3 separate regions of the Mus musculus genome follow, and all the other regions are linked to region 1. A link is a contact called in public Hi-C and HiChIP or PLAC-seq data. All regions are on one chromosome and are shown on one strand. The core of a region is the stretch at or near the end of the contact, and the rest is flanking DNA. Distances in the headings are between cores, read along the strand shown. Region 1 overlaps Gm36132 (a long non-coding RNA gene). Region 2 overlaps Rad51b (RAD51 paralog B). Region 3 overlaps Rad51b (RAD51 paralog B).

Evidence for each region. Hi-C and Micro-C count contacts between places; a contact is called where the count stands out from the background. HiChIP or PLAC-seq counts read pairs in DNA pulled down with a chosen protein or histone mark.
Region 2: a Hi-C map of uterus shows a contact between it and region 1, with 4 times the contacts expected there. The contact joins two enhancer-like sites. A contact is called at or near these places in 6 of 484 Hi-C or Micro-C datasets (the C2C12 cell line, Sertoli cells, muscle stem cells and 2 more) and 1 of 115 datasets of contacts at active chromatin or transcription factors (microglia).
Region 3: a contact with region 1 is called in an H3K27ac HiChIP or PLAC-seq map of heart atrium, with 5 read pairs. The contact joins two enhancer-like sites. A contact is called at or near these places in 12 of 484 Hi-C or Micro-C datasets (the C2C12 cell line, the G1E-ER4 cell line, the MC3T3-E1 cell line and 6 more), 4 of 115 datasets of contacts at active chromatin or transcription factors (differentiating embryonic stem cells, double positive thymocytes, embryonic stem cells and 1 more) and 1 of 9 other capture datasets (embryonic stem cells).

Annotation. Positions count from the first base shown.
Region 1 is chr12:79,857,892-79,862,856 of GRCm38.p6, forward strand. It overlaps Gm36132 (a long non-coding RNA gene), which reads right to left. Exons shown (of 4, transcript XR_381728.4): 4 at 952-2,743. Among named protein-coding and RNA genes, the nearest start is that of Gm36132, 7.2 kb to the right of the region's middle. Within about 2 kb of position 1,895, at least 105 of the 459 cell types and tissues checked have an H3K27ac peak or open chromatin away from gene starts, as enhancers often do. A contact at or near this core is called in heart atrium and uterus, where this site is marked.
Region 2 is chr12:79,733,430-79,738,394 of GRCm38.p6, forward strand. The region is part of intron 8 of Rad51b (RAD51 paralog B); the gene reads left to right. Among named protein-coding and RNA genes, the nearest start is that of Gm36048, 63 kb to the right of the region's middle. Within about 2 kb of position 2,127, at least 31 of the 459 cell types and tissues checked have an H3K27ac peak or open chromatin away from gene starts, as enhancers often do. A contact at or near this core is called in uterus, where this site is marked.
Region 3 is chr12:79,781,695-79,786,659 of GRCm38.p6, forward strand. The region is part of intron 9 of Rad51b (RAD51 paralog B); the gene reads left to right. Among named protein-coding and RNA genes, the nearest start is that of Gm36048, 15 kb to the right of the region's middle. Within about 2 kb of position 2,662, at least 9 of the 459 cell types and tissues checked have an H3K27ac peak or open chromatin away from gene starts, as enhancers often do. A contact at or near this core is called in heart atrium, where this site is marked.

The DNA.
Region 1 (4,965 bases), core at 645-3,144:
GCTTTTAAGCCTGCAACTAGTTCATGATCGTGCCTGGTGTGTTTATCCTAACTATTCAGGGCTGTTATTAAACATGAAACTCCATCAAATGCAAGGCAGACAAAGCCAAATGGCCCCACTTGAGAAAAACAAGATGTGATCTCAAGTGTTTTTTCAGCCTCTCTTTGTGCCCAGAAACTCTTCCCGACGACAGGAACTGTCTCTGCTTTGAAATCATGGTTTGAGGGCGAAGAATGCAGCTTGTGGTAGAACATTTGCCTAATGTGATCAAGGTCCCGAGTTCAATTCCCAATACCATTACCGCACAGAGAGGGAGGGAAGGGAGGAGGGAGACAGAGAGACAGAGAAAGAAGTCATTCCTTCAGCAAATATACAGAAAGGACCTGCTAGATCTCTAGTCGATCACTCAGATCTGCATAAACAGAATAAAGAAAGTTCACAGGCAAACCGTCATCTGTGTTAAGGAAGAAAGGACAGAGAAACTTGGCCTCGTTCACATGAACTTTAGTTTATCTAGAAATAGATATGAGACAAATACACAGATAAGTATGTGCCTGTGCATTGTCCTCAAGACTATGAAAGCAACGTGTGCGACCTGTAAAGGTCACCTGCTCAGAGGGGATTTCCACCGAGCCCTTGCCGGGATGTGCGGTTTGATCGGCTTTACTGACCTGGAGTCAAGGTTCGAGGACATTGAGAGCTCTGAGGAGGACATTGGAAAGAGAAGGGCCAGAAGCACAGTGGGGACAGCAGCCCTCCACCTGGATGAGATCGTTCAGGATGGTGAGCGAGAGCCAGGCTGAGACAGAGGTAACTTCAGATGTTTAAGACAATTCCCTTTGGAGGGAAGACACTTCACACTGGGGCTGGCACCCTAGCCCTTCCTGCTTCATTGTACTATTTCACGGTGGCTCTGTTCAGACTGGCTCCTTTGGCATCAGAAGGCCCTCCTTGACAGTGACTGTTAGCTGATATTTATTGAACATTTGGTATACACAGATCCCAGACAGGCACTTCACATGGGCTAACCTCATGTGGACCTCACACACCCTCTGAGGTTGGGTCAGCAACCGCTCTCACTGTGAGTGACGTCCTGTGAATCAGCTGATCGATTAAACAAGGCCCTCCGGGTCCACAAGGAGCAGAAGGGGGATGATCCAGAGACTCTCCACATTTGGGTTTGCTGTTTTGAATGCACAAAATGGAATCCTTATTCTGGTTCTTGGAGGTGGGTCTTAGCCTCACTCATTGAAGTTCTGTTCTGAAGTTGGGCAGCCTAGGTCGAGCATGTGGTTATTAATTTCAAACAAGAAGGGGCTTATGTGTGTGTGTGTGTGTGTGTGTGTGTGTGTGTGTGTGTGTGTGTGTGTGTGTGTGTGGAGGGGTCAGTTCCTGCCCATTGAGAGCAAACAAAATAAAAAAGCAAATCCCAAACTTCCAGGGTAGAGTTGAAGTCTCTTCAGACCAAACCTCTCAGGACAGTCTCGAGCGGACAGCAGAAGAGTATAAACAACTCCTCTAGCACTTCTGAGACCTGTCGATTCTTCTCTCTCTGAAGCAGAGCCTTTGTGAAGTTCTATAATCCTCCTTGTAGCTCTGAGACCTGGCCACCCCGCTGGAAAGCAACCCAGAGCCATGTGATTTGCAGCATGTACCGGCTCGAATATGGAAGACAGTAATTACCTCCAATTCCAGTTAGGAAAGCTGAACCCTGCCTTTTTCGTGCCTCAAACAATTATTGAAGTGCCTTTTGAAGCACTGGACAGAAGAGAAAGGCAAAACAAACCAGAGCCAATTAGAGCCTGGGATTTGAGGGTGGCTTAGAGTGGTGCGGCGGGACTTGGGAGGAACTGTGGGAGAGGGTCAGAGGTTACCTCAAAGCTCCAGCTGCCAGGCAGCTTTGCCTGTGCCAAAAGAGCCATTACTCTGCCTCTAGAATCAAGGCCCTCGCCCTGCCTGGGGAATGCTTTGCAGGAACAGCCTCTGCATGGCTGTTGAAGAAGGCTCCCTGATTAGATAAGGCCTGGAATGTGTTTGATGTTGTGCAAAACAGCCTCTGACAGCTTTCCTAACCCCACGTCCAAGGCTTTTCCTCAGCAGAGACTCCTGTGTAAGGACCTAGCTCACAGAGAGCTCTCCTGCAGGGAAGCACCTTAGAGAAGTCTATGAATGTGTGTGCCACTGAGAAGCAAGATCTGTGGACTCTGGAACTCTTCTGGCTGTTTGGAGGCAGCCTGAGTAACCGTTGCTGCCAGTGGAAACCAGGACAGTGTCGTGTTTCTCCCCCCCCCCCCCACACCCCCATGAAGGTTGCAAGTGGCCTTGGGCTGGTGAGGGATCCGGGGGAAGTACTTCTTTATGGATCTCAAGGACAGTCCCATTCAAAGCTGTGACAGTGCAGGCCAGTGAGTCTGAGCACAGAGAGTTGGGAGCCAGGTTAGAGAGGTCTTGGGCAGGATCTGGGAAGCATTTTGAGTTAATAAATTAAGGATTGCCAAGGCAAGGTGGCGCCATCCAGGAAGTTCCAGTTTGAGTTTGGGTTAGGATCTGGGCAAACTGTAAGCACCAAACAGCCCAGAGAAAAACCACTTTGCTGAATGTCCCTACTTCAGCCCGTGCAGACAGGCTTTATCTTGTCCTTGACATGAGTGCCAGGCTCTCCATTTGCCTGTCACCTACCCATTTACTGTGCCTCCATGTCTTCCCTCTCCTGTAAGAAATGGTCCTTGAAGGAATTCTATTCCTGTAGAAAGAACAAGGTGACACATTGCTTTAAAAAAATGCATTTACTTGGGTGACATAAACGCAACATTCTGGTGGTCTGTAAAGCTGGCTTTGCCCAGTGTGGTGGCAAATACTTTTTATCTCAGTGCTGTGAGTTCAAGGCCAGTCTGGTCTATGAAGTAGGTTGTGGGCCAGCCAAGACTATATAGTGAGCCCCTGTCTCAGAACTAAGTGAAAGAAAACAAATAAAAACAACAAAATAGGCTTGTTGTGTGGTTGAGAGAGGAGGTTCACGCTGCGCCTCCTTTTTGGATAAGAATGGCAGCTAAGATATTCATGCTTTCCTATTCTTGGTTTGTCCCCTGGTGCACCCTCTGCTCCCTCCTATATGGGGATTGCAGTCATTAGCCTTGTTGCAGATGGGAGGGGGACAGAGAGAGGTCAGTAACCTGGCCAAGGACACATGGAGAGAGGGGTCCACAGAGAACAGCTGCCATGAGCCGGAAGGGACTTAGACATACCAAGGTTCAAAAATATGCTTTGGTTTTAAAATTAAACCCTTTAAGGCTCCCACAGAGCAACGCTGAGAGATGACCAAAGCAGAGTAGAAAGAAAAATACATGGACCCCCATAAACCCTGAGTGAGATGAAGCAAGGGGGCTTCTCACTCCTCACAGGGCTGTGTCAAGATGAAGGGAGAGGACTGAGAGGATTGCTCTGGGTTGTGGATGAAGGGGCCCACAGGCTTTAAATAGAATTCCTAAGTGACCCAAGACACACAGTTTAGGGAATGTTCTAGATTTTAGAACTGCTTTAACTGTGGAGGACGATCATCTTTTCATCTGTTTCATGCAGCCATGGCTCAGGAGGAGCCCAGGTTCTGTCAGCCAGGTCACACATAAGGCCCTCCTGAACTAGGTTCTAATGAGGACCAGACATATTGCAGCTCTAGTCTTGGGGTGTTTCCAGTATTTCAAGATACAAGTGCAAAGACCAGGGCTGTCTCCTGCAGGGCAGTGTGCACCTACAAGAGCATGAGGCCCTGGGTTTGGTCCTCACCACACAAAGTAAAAAGATGAAGATGACAAAGACGACAGCAATGGCTACACAGGAGGGAAGAGTGTCCATAGCTCTTTGGGACAAATCATGTGCCAGGTGTGGCACACACCCATAATACCAGCACTTGGATACTGAGGCAGGAAGATTATGAGTTGCCCACTGTGGTGGTTTGTATATTCTTGGACCAGGGAGTGGCACCATCTGGAGGTGTAGCCTGGTTGGAATAGGTGTGTCACTCTGGGTGTGGGCTTAAGACTCTCACCCCAGTTGCCTGGAAGTCAGTCTTCCACTAGTAGCCTTTGGATGAAGATGTAGAACTCTCAACTCTGCCTGTTGCCATGCCTGCCTGGATACTGCCATGCTCCCACCTTGATGATAATGGACTGAACCTCTGTATCTGTAAGCCAGCCCCAATTAAATGTTGTTTTGTATAAGACTTGCCTTGGTCATGGTATTTGTTCACACCAGTAAAACCCTAACTAAGACACCCACAGTGAGACACTCTGAAACAAACTTCCCTGGTGTTTTCTCTGAAGCAGGTTCCCAATATGCCTGGCAGAGGTCACCCCTTATTTAGCCTATTCTCTACTAGACCAAGAGTACCATAAAAGGGGTGTGGTGGTTTGAATAAGCTTGGCCCATGGGAAGTAGCACTATTAGGAGGTATTGCCTTGTTGGAGGAGGTGTGGTCTTGTTGGAAGAAGTATGTCACAATGGAGGTGGGGCTGTGAGGTCTCTGGCCAGCGTGATTCAGACCTCCTTTCTTGCTGCCTTCAGATCAAGATATATAACTCTTGACTCCTCCAGCACCATGTCTGCCTGCATGATGCCATGCTTCCCACCATGATGATAATGGACTGAACCTCTGAAACTGTAAGCCAGCCCCAATTAAATGTTGTCCTTTATAAGAGTTGTCTTAGTCATACGGTCTCTTCACAGTGATGAGTCCCTAAGACAAGGGAGTCTTGGCTTTTTCACTTGAGGCCTGTGCTAGGCAGAGTAATGGTTGCCCAATGATGTCACCACCCTAATCCATATGTCATATGATGAGAAAGAATCAAGGTGGGAGACGGCATTAAGATTCAAGCTGGTTGACTTGAGAATACAAAGATGATCCAGGGTGGCATAAGTGCTTCATTAACCGCAGAAGAGAATCACACAGTATAAGAATGACTCATGAGC
Region 2 (4,965 bases), core at 877-3,376, 120 kb before region 1:
TTCCCCCCACAGTACGCTTAACTCTCTCAATGCATGGGCTTCCTTTGTTTTTACAATCAAGATATTTGCTCCTTCGCCAAAACTTTCCATGAAACTGTAAAGAGTGTGTTTCTTACAAAGGCTGCTTTTCCCTTTAAGATTTGGAGCATTGGGCTGGGCTGATATAACTCAGTGGGAAAAGAACTTGCCACATAAGCATGAGGACCTGAGTTCAAACCTCTAGAGCCTGTGGAAATCTGGTACTGTAACCCTTGTCTGTAATCCTGGTGCTCCTACATGGACCTGGGAAACAAGAGCATCGCTGGGAACTCATGGGCCACTGAGCCTGGTATTTGAGACAGAGGAGAACAGAGACCCTGCCTTAAACAAGGAGGAAGACAAGGAAGGACGGATATTCAGCCCTCCGCTTGTACCATAACACACATGCAGCCTCATATACCTAAACACACACACACACACACACAGAGAGAGAGAGAGAGAGAGAGAGAGAGAGAGAGAGAGTGTCAAAGGTCAAAGGCTGGAGATATGGATCAGTGTTTAAGAACACTGGTTGCTTTGCTTTGCTAGAGGACACAGGTTCAGTTCTTAGTACCCACATGATAGCTAACAACCAATTAATATTGTATTTCTGAGGGATCAAATGCCTTCTTCCAGCCTCCTTATGTACTATATGCACATAATGCATAAACATACATGCAGAAAAAAAAAACACCCATGAAGATTTAAAAAGAATCAGAGCATCATAAGTCATTGTTAATCAACCTTATCAACTGAGACTACCTTTCTTTTATCTCTCAACCCTTATAAACCTAAGATTAAATTTAGTTGTGCATTTTAAATCATATTTTACAAAATGCATTTGTGCATACCATCCATCTATCTATTTATTTTGTGTGCACATGTGTGGGCAGGGTGCATATATGGAGCTCAGAGGACAACTTATAGGAGTTAGTCACCGAGTTCTATCATGTGGGTCTTGGGCATCAAACCCAGGTCCTCGGGCTTGGTGGCAAGAGCCTCTACTACTGAGGCATCTCACTGCCTTTATCCCTTTTGATTTTCAGTAGACATTGTCTGGTAGCATGATGTCCATTATAGAAAGGAGGATAATTTCACCATAAAAAATCACCTGGTGTTTCCTGATTCATTCTCTCCAGCAAAGCTTTCCTATTCTTGGAATGGCGAGAGAGTAGACGGGGTATCTGTTAGTCGTTCTACTGCGCTGATCCAGGGCTACTTGTTTCAGGAAATAGTAAATGGGGCTTCTCATTCAAGGATAGACTGGCACTGCCAGGTGTCAGTCACATGACATCAGTTTGGACTTAGTCTCAGCCCAGTTCCTGGTGTATACAGGTACTCTGTATTTATTGAATGTTGAGTAAGTAAATGAACGAGTGGATTTTAAAAAATCAATCCTAGGCTGGGCGTGGTGGCACACATCTTTAATCCCAGCACTCGGGAGGTAGAGGCAGGCAGATTTCTTAATTTTGAGGCCAGCCTGGGCTACAGAGTGAGTTCCAGGACAGCCAGGGCTATTCGGAGAAACCCTGTCTCGAAAAAACAAAACAAAACAACAACAACAAAATCAATCCTTCTACCTAGGGATGCATACCTCTGAAATCCTATCACTCAGGAGGCAAGGTCAGTAACACTGTCTCAAAACCCAAACCAACAAGATCTTTCTGACTAAGGTCTGTAAACTGGAGGTCATTTTTACCTCATGCACTTTTCCAAGTACTAAGTCAACAGGGTTCGCTGAGAGTCTTCCAAGTGCTTTGAGGGGAAACAAGGGAACTGATGAGAAATGGCGGACTGGCAGGCCAACATAGGAAATCCCCTTTCTGGCTCTCTCCAACTTTCTGTCCAGGGCTGATTTCCTAGGCTTCCAAGGTGATGTGGTAAATGGTATCCTTTTGCCGGGGGATCGAATGAAATTGTCACTCCCAGGGAGAGAGGAGAGGTATGACAGGGTGTGAAGAGTAAATAGAAGGCAGCCAGATCTACCCCGTGGGAAGCTGGGTCGGAGAGCGGAGGAGCTGGTGAGAAGACTGGCTCGGGCCAGAACATGTCTGCCTGTAAAGGAGAGAGGCTTCGTCTGCTTCTCACATAGTGTGGTTTGGCTACTTTCCCATTACTTCCCCGGAGAACTCTTAGTGACCAGAGACATCGTATTTTAATCAAGATGGTTCTTGCTGAACTGGTAAGCTAGGCTCCCATGGGTTTAGTGGAGTTATAGCAGGGTGAAGAGAGAGGCTGCTGTTCATAAATGGATCCACTCCCTCTCTTCCGCTGTTGGCGGCTGCTGCGGTGTCTATAAACATGCAGGGTGTCCTCATGTACTCGTAAATGCTGCTTATTGCCGTGTGACTGCATTGTCTGTGGAAGTGGCCTGCCTGGAAAAAGTGACTCCGTTTCACTCTTCTGTACTCATTGTTCCTGGAACCATGTCCTGAGGTCCCAGGCTTTTATTTTGCTGCCATTCTCCGAAGTTGCCTTTTTGTGGAAGCCTTGGGATTCTAGAGAGTTTTTTTAGGCTTAAATCATGCCTCCAACTAGCTGCTGTGAGCTCCATAAGATGGCCTGGTTTTACTTGGCCAGCAAAGGGGTGACTTCCCCTTCCAGTCATTCCCTCTGTCAGTTGTTGGTCATCTTGAAAAACTAAGACTGTTGGAGGAGGCCAAAGTGAACTTGCAGAGCTTGTTCACTGAGCCAGACTGAAAACACGTGATTAACCGGCCACACACAGGCTCAAGATGACATCTCACTCATGAATTGTGGTTAATGCCCCAACAAAGCCCAGATAGCTAAAGCGAATGTACATCTATGCTTTCTGCCAGGTAGTTTTCATGAGCTTCCTGGGATGTCAATATGCGTGTATAATTAAGATGATTTCATTGTATTAAAATTCCCATAGAGATGAGCCAAGGATGCAATAAGGTAAAATCACTAGGTCTAGCAAGAGTCAGCAGTGAGGGGCTAACGATTGCTGTGGTAAAATACCACGACCGAAGCAACCTGGGGCGGAAAGGGTTTATTTGGTTTACACCTCCACGGAGTGTAGTCCATCACCGAAGGAAGTCAGGAAGGGAACTCAAACAGGGCTGGAACCTCGATGCAGGAGCTGATACAGAAGTTCAGTATGCTTTCCTATAGAACCCAAGACCCGTCACAGGGCTGTACCTGTGTAGTAACTCACCTAGAAGTCTGCCTGGCATTACCAACCACCCCAGTGTCATTTCCAGGAAAATATAATCCAAACTCTTGCCTTGAACGTTTCAACGTTCTTACTATTTCATTCTATTTGGTTTCATTAACTTCTTTTGTAGTCTCTGAGTTCCACTCAAGGCAAGTGCTTTAGTACCTGAGCTGCACCCAGCCCTTCACCATTTAGTGTCAGCCTCAATATTTGTATTGCAGAGGAAAGCTCCACCTCCATCGAGTCTGTGATTTGTGTGCATTCACATAAAGCACCCTTATTTTCAAAGAGTGATGGCTTCAGTCTTATAAAAACAAATGAAGTTGGCATTCCAATCATTTGGAGTTAGATTTGATCGATGGGGTGACTACAGGTTAATCGACACCTGTTAATAGACTTCTAAATTAAAATATAGTCCCATCACTCCCAGCCAAGAAATCATTTTTATGTTTAGTCCAAATCTTTCACTCTTGTTAATTTCTCTATATATCCTGATTTCCTTGTCCCATCAACCGTCAAAATTAGTCTGGTCATGATCTCTTTGTTTAAGATGAGGGAAGCAAGTTCCAGTGACTAGCTACACAGCTAGTTAGCTAGTTAGAAACAAGTTCATCAGAATTCTAGTCTTTCTGCTTGACCAAATAGTCATCTATACATATATATGTTATACATTATATAAATATATATATATAAACACATATGTTTTATATGTGTTTATATATATTAACTATATATATAATATGTGTTTTAACCTATTTTTTAGAAGAATTGAGTAATCTGACCCTGGCCCAGAACAGTATTTTGATCATGATGAACTTCTGTTTAAAGACTGTAGATTTCTTCCACAATTAAGCTCTCACGCTACCTCTAACCCTGACTGGTAAAAATGTCATGATAAAGGGACTAGAATAGTATGGTAGGCATCAGTTGAGCATCTACTCATAATCCTTTCAGGCTGTTCTCTACTGAGGGAAGAAACAACTCATATTTGATTTCTGTCCTTTATGGGACCTTGACCATTGTCTCTCTCACTTCATTCTATAGTTAACTCAGAGTATCTTTGAGATAATGAGATACAATGGGCAGTAAATAAAAATACATATAGTACTTGGTATCAAGAAGCTTGGGATGCTCCACCCGGGGATCCATCCCATAATCAGCCACCAAACCCAGACACTATTGCACAATGCCAGAAAGATTTTGCTGAAGGGGCCCTGTTATAGCTGTCTCGTATGAGGCTATGCCAGTGCCTGGCAAATACAGAAGTGGATGCTCACAGTCATCTATAAGATGGAACACAGGGCCCCCAATGGAGAAGCTAGAGAAAGTACCCAAGGAGCTGAAGGGGTCTGCAACCCTATAGGTGGAACAACAATATGAACTAACCAGTACCCCCAGAGCTCGTATCTCTAGCTGCATATGTAGCAGAAGATGGCCTAGACAGATTTCTTCCACAATTAGGCTCTCACGCTACCTCTAACCCTGACTGGTAAAAATGTCATGATAAAGGGACTGGGAAGAGAGGCCCCTTGGTATTGCAAACTTTATATGCCCCAATACAGGGGAATGCCAGGGCCAAGAAGTGGGAGTGGGTGGGGAGGGGAGCAGGATGGAGGGAGGGTATAAGGAACTTTCAGTATAGCATTTGAAATGTATATAAAGAAAATATCTAATAATAAATAAATAAATAAAACCCAATAAAATAGCTAATCAAAGAGAAGAAGAAGAAGAAGAAGAAGAAGAAGAAGAAGAAGAAGAAGAAGAAGAAG
Region 3 (4,965 bases), core at 1,412-3,911, 75 kb before region 1:
CTCAGAAATTTCCATATTTCTATCTCTACAAGTAATAGATAAAACCCCATGTCTTTGGAAACAACTTGAGTCAACTTTCTTATTGATTTATTTGGAGAGTTCACATAGTCTTTAATACCATAACCACTGAGCAGGATACTCAACACAGTTATTAAAGAGCAGGCCATTAATGAAAAGGAAGCAGGTGATATGCACAGATGGACCTGAGATTCCTGGTCTCTGAAATATCCAGCAATGTGTGTGTGATAGTGTAACCATATATAACTCCAGTTTCAAAGCATCCCACGCCCTCTTCTGGCCTCCACAGGTACTGCATACATGTGGTGCACAGGCATGTTTTTCCAAATTATAAACAAGGAAATCACCATGCACTTGAGTGCACTGCCACACTTTACGAAGAGAAGGGCGGAGTTAGGACCTGTGCGTGCAAATCCCTGAAATCCCTCGATGAACTTTTCTCAAAGCAGGCCCTGTTAGTTTCAAGCCCACCACCCCAAGCATAGTTATGGTTATATATATCGCTTCCTTCATTAGTCTACAAAGAATTCTACAACATGAGTCAGCCACATATGTAGTGCAGGAGCATGGCTACATTTGAGTACACTGAACATTCGTGTAGCCTTTCACATTTCTTCAAAAATTAAGATTAATTCATTAAGTATAAAAATAAAATATACATACAAAAGACACTGTCTTCATCTCCCATGTGGGGCGGGGAGGAAAACTTTTCATTGTCAAAAAGACAATGATACTTTAAAATCAATTCTCTCTAATAAGATATCTGATCATGTTATAGAAGATGGCTCTTCTATAACAGAGAGCCACTGATTCTTCTGAAATTTTAAAAGAGGTTTTATATATTATGTGTACATGTATATCTGCACGTGGGTTTATGCATATGTATGCAGTGCCCACAGATTCCAGAAGAGGGCACTGGATCCCCTGGAGAAGGAGTGACAGGCAGTTGAAAGCTGTCAGTGTGGGTCTGGGAGCTGAACACAGGTCCTCCCCACAAGCGGTGTGCACTCCTCTCCGCTGAGCTGCCCTTCCAGTCCTGGTTTTCTCTTCTGCACTCTCTGCTTCTATGAAGAAGATGAGACATTGCACTCTGCCCCTGCTTTAGGCAATAGGAACATTGTTTGTTATCTTCAGGAATTGCCTCATGGCTTATCTGTGCAAAGCCATATCATATAATCCTATAGTTCAGCTGTTTACTTGGCCAGTGACTTCCTTGTGAAGTGTTTCTGGACAGGTGGTCAAAGGAGCACTGCTTAGACTCCGCCTGCAGAGCATATGACAGTTCAGCTGCCTGAGCCTTCTAGGCTGCATCCAGAAAGGATGCCCTCCACCTCAAAAAATCGGAACTTCTACATTCCTGGGTGGGTCTTAGGTACACAAACCCTGAGATCCTCTGCCAGCCGATAGTGTATGTATATTCTGCGATGGAAGTGGCTTTAGCTCTGTTTGCTTCCTGTCTGCAAGCCTTCTCCTACCTGCAGGCCTTCATCGGCCCTTTCCATCTCTCCAGTGCCTCCTCATTACATAATACAAAGCTAGAGTAGTCGTCTCTGAGGGGCCTTTGGGTTCTAGTGGTCTGTGAAATTCGTTCTCTAGTGACCTTTAAGAGTTACTGAACCTATCTTAATAAATCATATCTGAGTGCTGGGTATTGTATGGATCTGTGGTGTGTGTGTGTGTGTGTGTGTGTGTGTGCACATGTGCATGTGTGTGTGCGTGCATCATTGCATGTGTACACATATATGGCACATATGTACCTGTGTGTGGAGGTCAGAGGTCAGTTCCAGATGCCCTTCTCAATCACTTTCCACCTTAGTTTTCAGACAAGGTCTCTCACTGAACCTGGAACTCACTGACTGGCTAGTAGCTCTACAGACTTCCACCTTTGTTTCCCAGACCCTGTAATCTTAGGTACACAGTGCTGCCTGTGCCAGCTTGTTACATCTGGGCTGCAGATATGAACTTGGGTCCTCATGCTTCCGCAGTGAGCTCTTCACCCACTGAACCACATCCCCAGACCCCATAACTTTTATCCTTACCCTTGTCACCATCATCACCTCCACTTCCTTCTCTTCCTCCTCTTCCTCCTCCTCTTGTGCTCAAGATCAAACTCGGGGCTTTATGTGAGCATTCACCATCATGGAGCTGTACCTTTTCCTCCGCATCTTTAGTAACACGTGCTGTTCTTGGTAGAAGTCACACTTGAGATCAGACTGAGGCTCAGAAAAGTAAAGCAACTTGTCTAACTTCACTTAGTATGTAGAGCTGTAGTGAGGTCAGATCAAAGCAGGGCCATAAACAGGTAAAGAACTGCCTGTGTTGGGTTGACCCAGAGCTGCCCAAGGCCTGGGACTCACCCAGTGAACTGCTCACTCAACGCCGGCTCCTCTCCAGCAGAGGAACCTGGTTTTGGTTTTCCCAGATGTTTACTTGGCCTCTTGCTTGAGCCTTTGCCTTTCCTACTCAATAGCAATGAAAGGACAAAAAAAAAAAAAAAAAAAAAAGAAAAGAAAAGAAAAAAAAAAAAAAGCCCAAGGCTGGAAACATTTTGTTTCCTACAAAAAGAATACATTTTGCAGCCAGCTCTGTGGTGGAAAGCGTTTTTTTTTCCTGTGGTCTAAGGGATGGGCTGGATCCCATCTCTCCTTGGCTAGTGACTGAGAACTCAGCCTGTGGCTTCCCAGCAAGTCTGTGCAAAGCACGCAGTTTTTCAAAGGAGTGTTTAATGGTGTTGGGTACGTGCACGGGTGGACAGATTAGTCTGTTTGGGTGTCTAAGAGCATCTTCACGAGCCTCTGGATGTCTCGGGGCAGAGAGAACCAGGGAGTGGTTTTCCACATGCCGGACGCACCAGCATAGCCTTTAAGTTTTCACCACTTGGTGACGGGCAGACACTCAGAGACCGACAGAATGAGAGGAGAGAGATACACGAACCTTGTATGGATTTGCAAGTAATCAGAATGCTAGGGACTGTGGAATTTTGACCTGTCGCATTTCTTTCTGTTTTCAAATGCTCAGATCCAAAACATGGCATAGGTTTTTTTATTAGATGGCAGGGTGGTCACAAAGTGGGAATTCTGAGGAATCAGTCTCCACTGTGGCCAAATTTAGGGTTCGGTACAGTAATTTCTGCCAAAATTTTAGATAAATCACTTTGTAAAGATAGATTACATTTCCATGTCAAAAAAAATTTTTTTACTTAAAATTGATTTTTAAGTTCTGTGCTTCTAAAAACAAATGTGCTTTTAATGGGATGGAGTTTGAGCATCCTAGAAATCCACAGATATTCATAATTTACCCTTTATTGATAATTTTATGATCTGATTGAGACTTTGCAGTATGTGGTCTTTCATAGAACTTTTCAGCGCTGACCCTATGGCCTAGCCTTAGAGATTCTGTACCCAACATTCTTGTCAACCACCACCAAAAAAAGTACAGTCCTCTGGCTCCCATTGCCTCTGGCTCCCATTGCCTCTGGCTCTTAAGCAGAATTCCAGCTCAGTGCTTGACACAGACTACATGTCCAATAAACATTGGTTGGCTTAGATGAAATAAACTTCTCCAGAGTTGACAAGCTGCTATCTGTAACTTCAGAATTCCAAGTAGAGACACATTTGGAGTACAAAACATCTCGCTTTTTAGAAGGGACAGTTGTAGCCACCGAGTCTGGGGTAACCATTTGAAGAAACAAGTATCACTGATAGATAGAGCTGTGAACCCCTCTGCTATACTCTGAGGTAGAAAACACATTTGAACCATAGGACGATTTCCCTTTAGAGACAAATTGAGATAGACCCATGCCTCTCGTGGGACCCTGGCATAGGATCCAAGTATGTGCACTTGGACATAGAAACTGGCCCATCCAAGTCAGGCTCATAGGAAAGACTGACCACAAAGAAATCAGACCACAGCTAACCAGTGGGGAAAACTGGCATTTTTTCCCATTTTATCACACAAGGCAATAGGCCCGTTCTCACAGTAAGGGGTAGGGTAACTTGGGAGGATAGTGGTAGTGGTTTTAGTACACTGGCTTACAGATGGGGTTGGTATTTCTATCTTTACTCTTGACAATGAGACAACAGCCCAAATAATAGATCCCTTGGTATATCAGAATGCCAGGGCTAACTGGGCTGGTAGAGCTTTGTGGCTTTGGCTCTTGGCTGACAGGCGTATCCATGCATTAGGGCCATGGCTTGGCAGTAGACAAAGCAGCTGTGTGGGTCCTGGGAGAGCTCTCTGGCTCTGTGGGTTTCTTTGATACGCAATTGAACTTTGGCTAATTTCTCTTCTCATGGCTGTTTATGAAGTCCAGAGCTGGGCAAAGAACTCCTTCTGGAGCTCAGAGGCATAGCAAAGGCGGGCAATGGTGTGTTCCCACTGGCATACTCTACTTGTAGCCTCAGAGGATGGTCCACAAGGCCTACCACAAAGGGACAAGTTGGGGCCAGAGACTACAGAGTTCTCTTTTCAGTAACATACTGCTCTACCTAGAAGACTGGGTAGATAGATCCCTTTAAAATTCCCCTCCTTCAGAGGGAATGGATCTCTCATTTGGAAAAGATCAATAAGCTGATTAAATTAGTGTTCTCTAGTGCCATAATGCTTAACAACAATAGCTAATGGGTACTGAGTATTTAGACATTTGTGAGGTACTACAGTGACGTAGATAACCCATCTAACCTAACCACCACACCTTGTAAGGTAAGTACCGTCACCCCCACCTCCCTGTCTCATACATAAAGAATTTCAGTGGCAGAATTGTTAGTGATTGTGGTTCTTATCACTCCCCAACTTTAGGCTCAAATTCTATAAATATGTCTAAATAAATGAAGTTAGCCTTCTTAATTACCCACTTTAAGTTATAATGGGCTGTCTTAGTTAGGATTAAATTGCTGTGAAGAGACACTATGACCAAGGCAACTCTTATAAAGGACAACATTCAAGGCA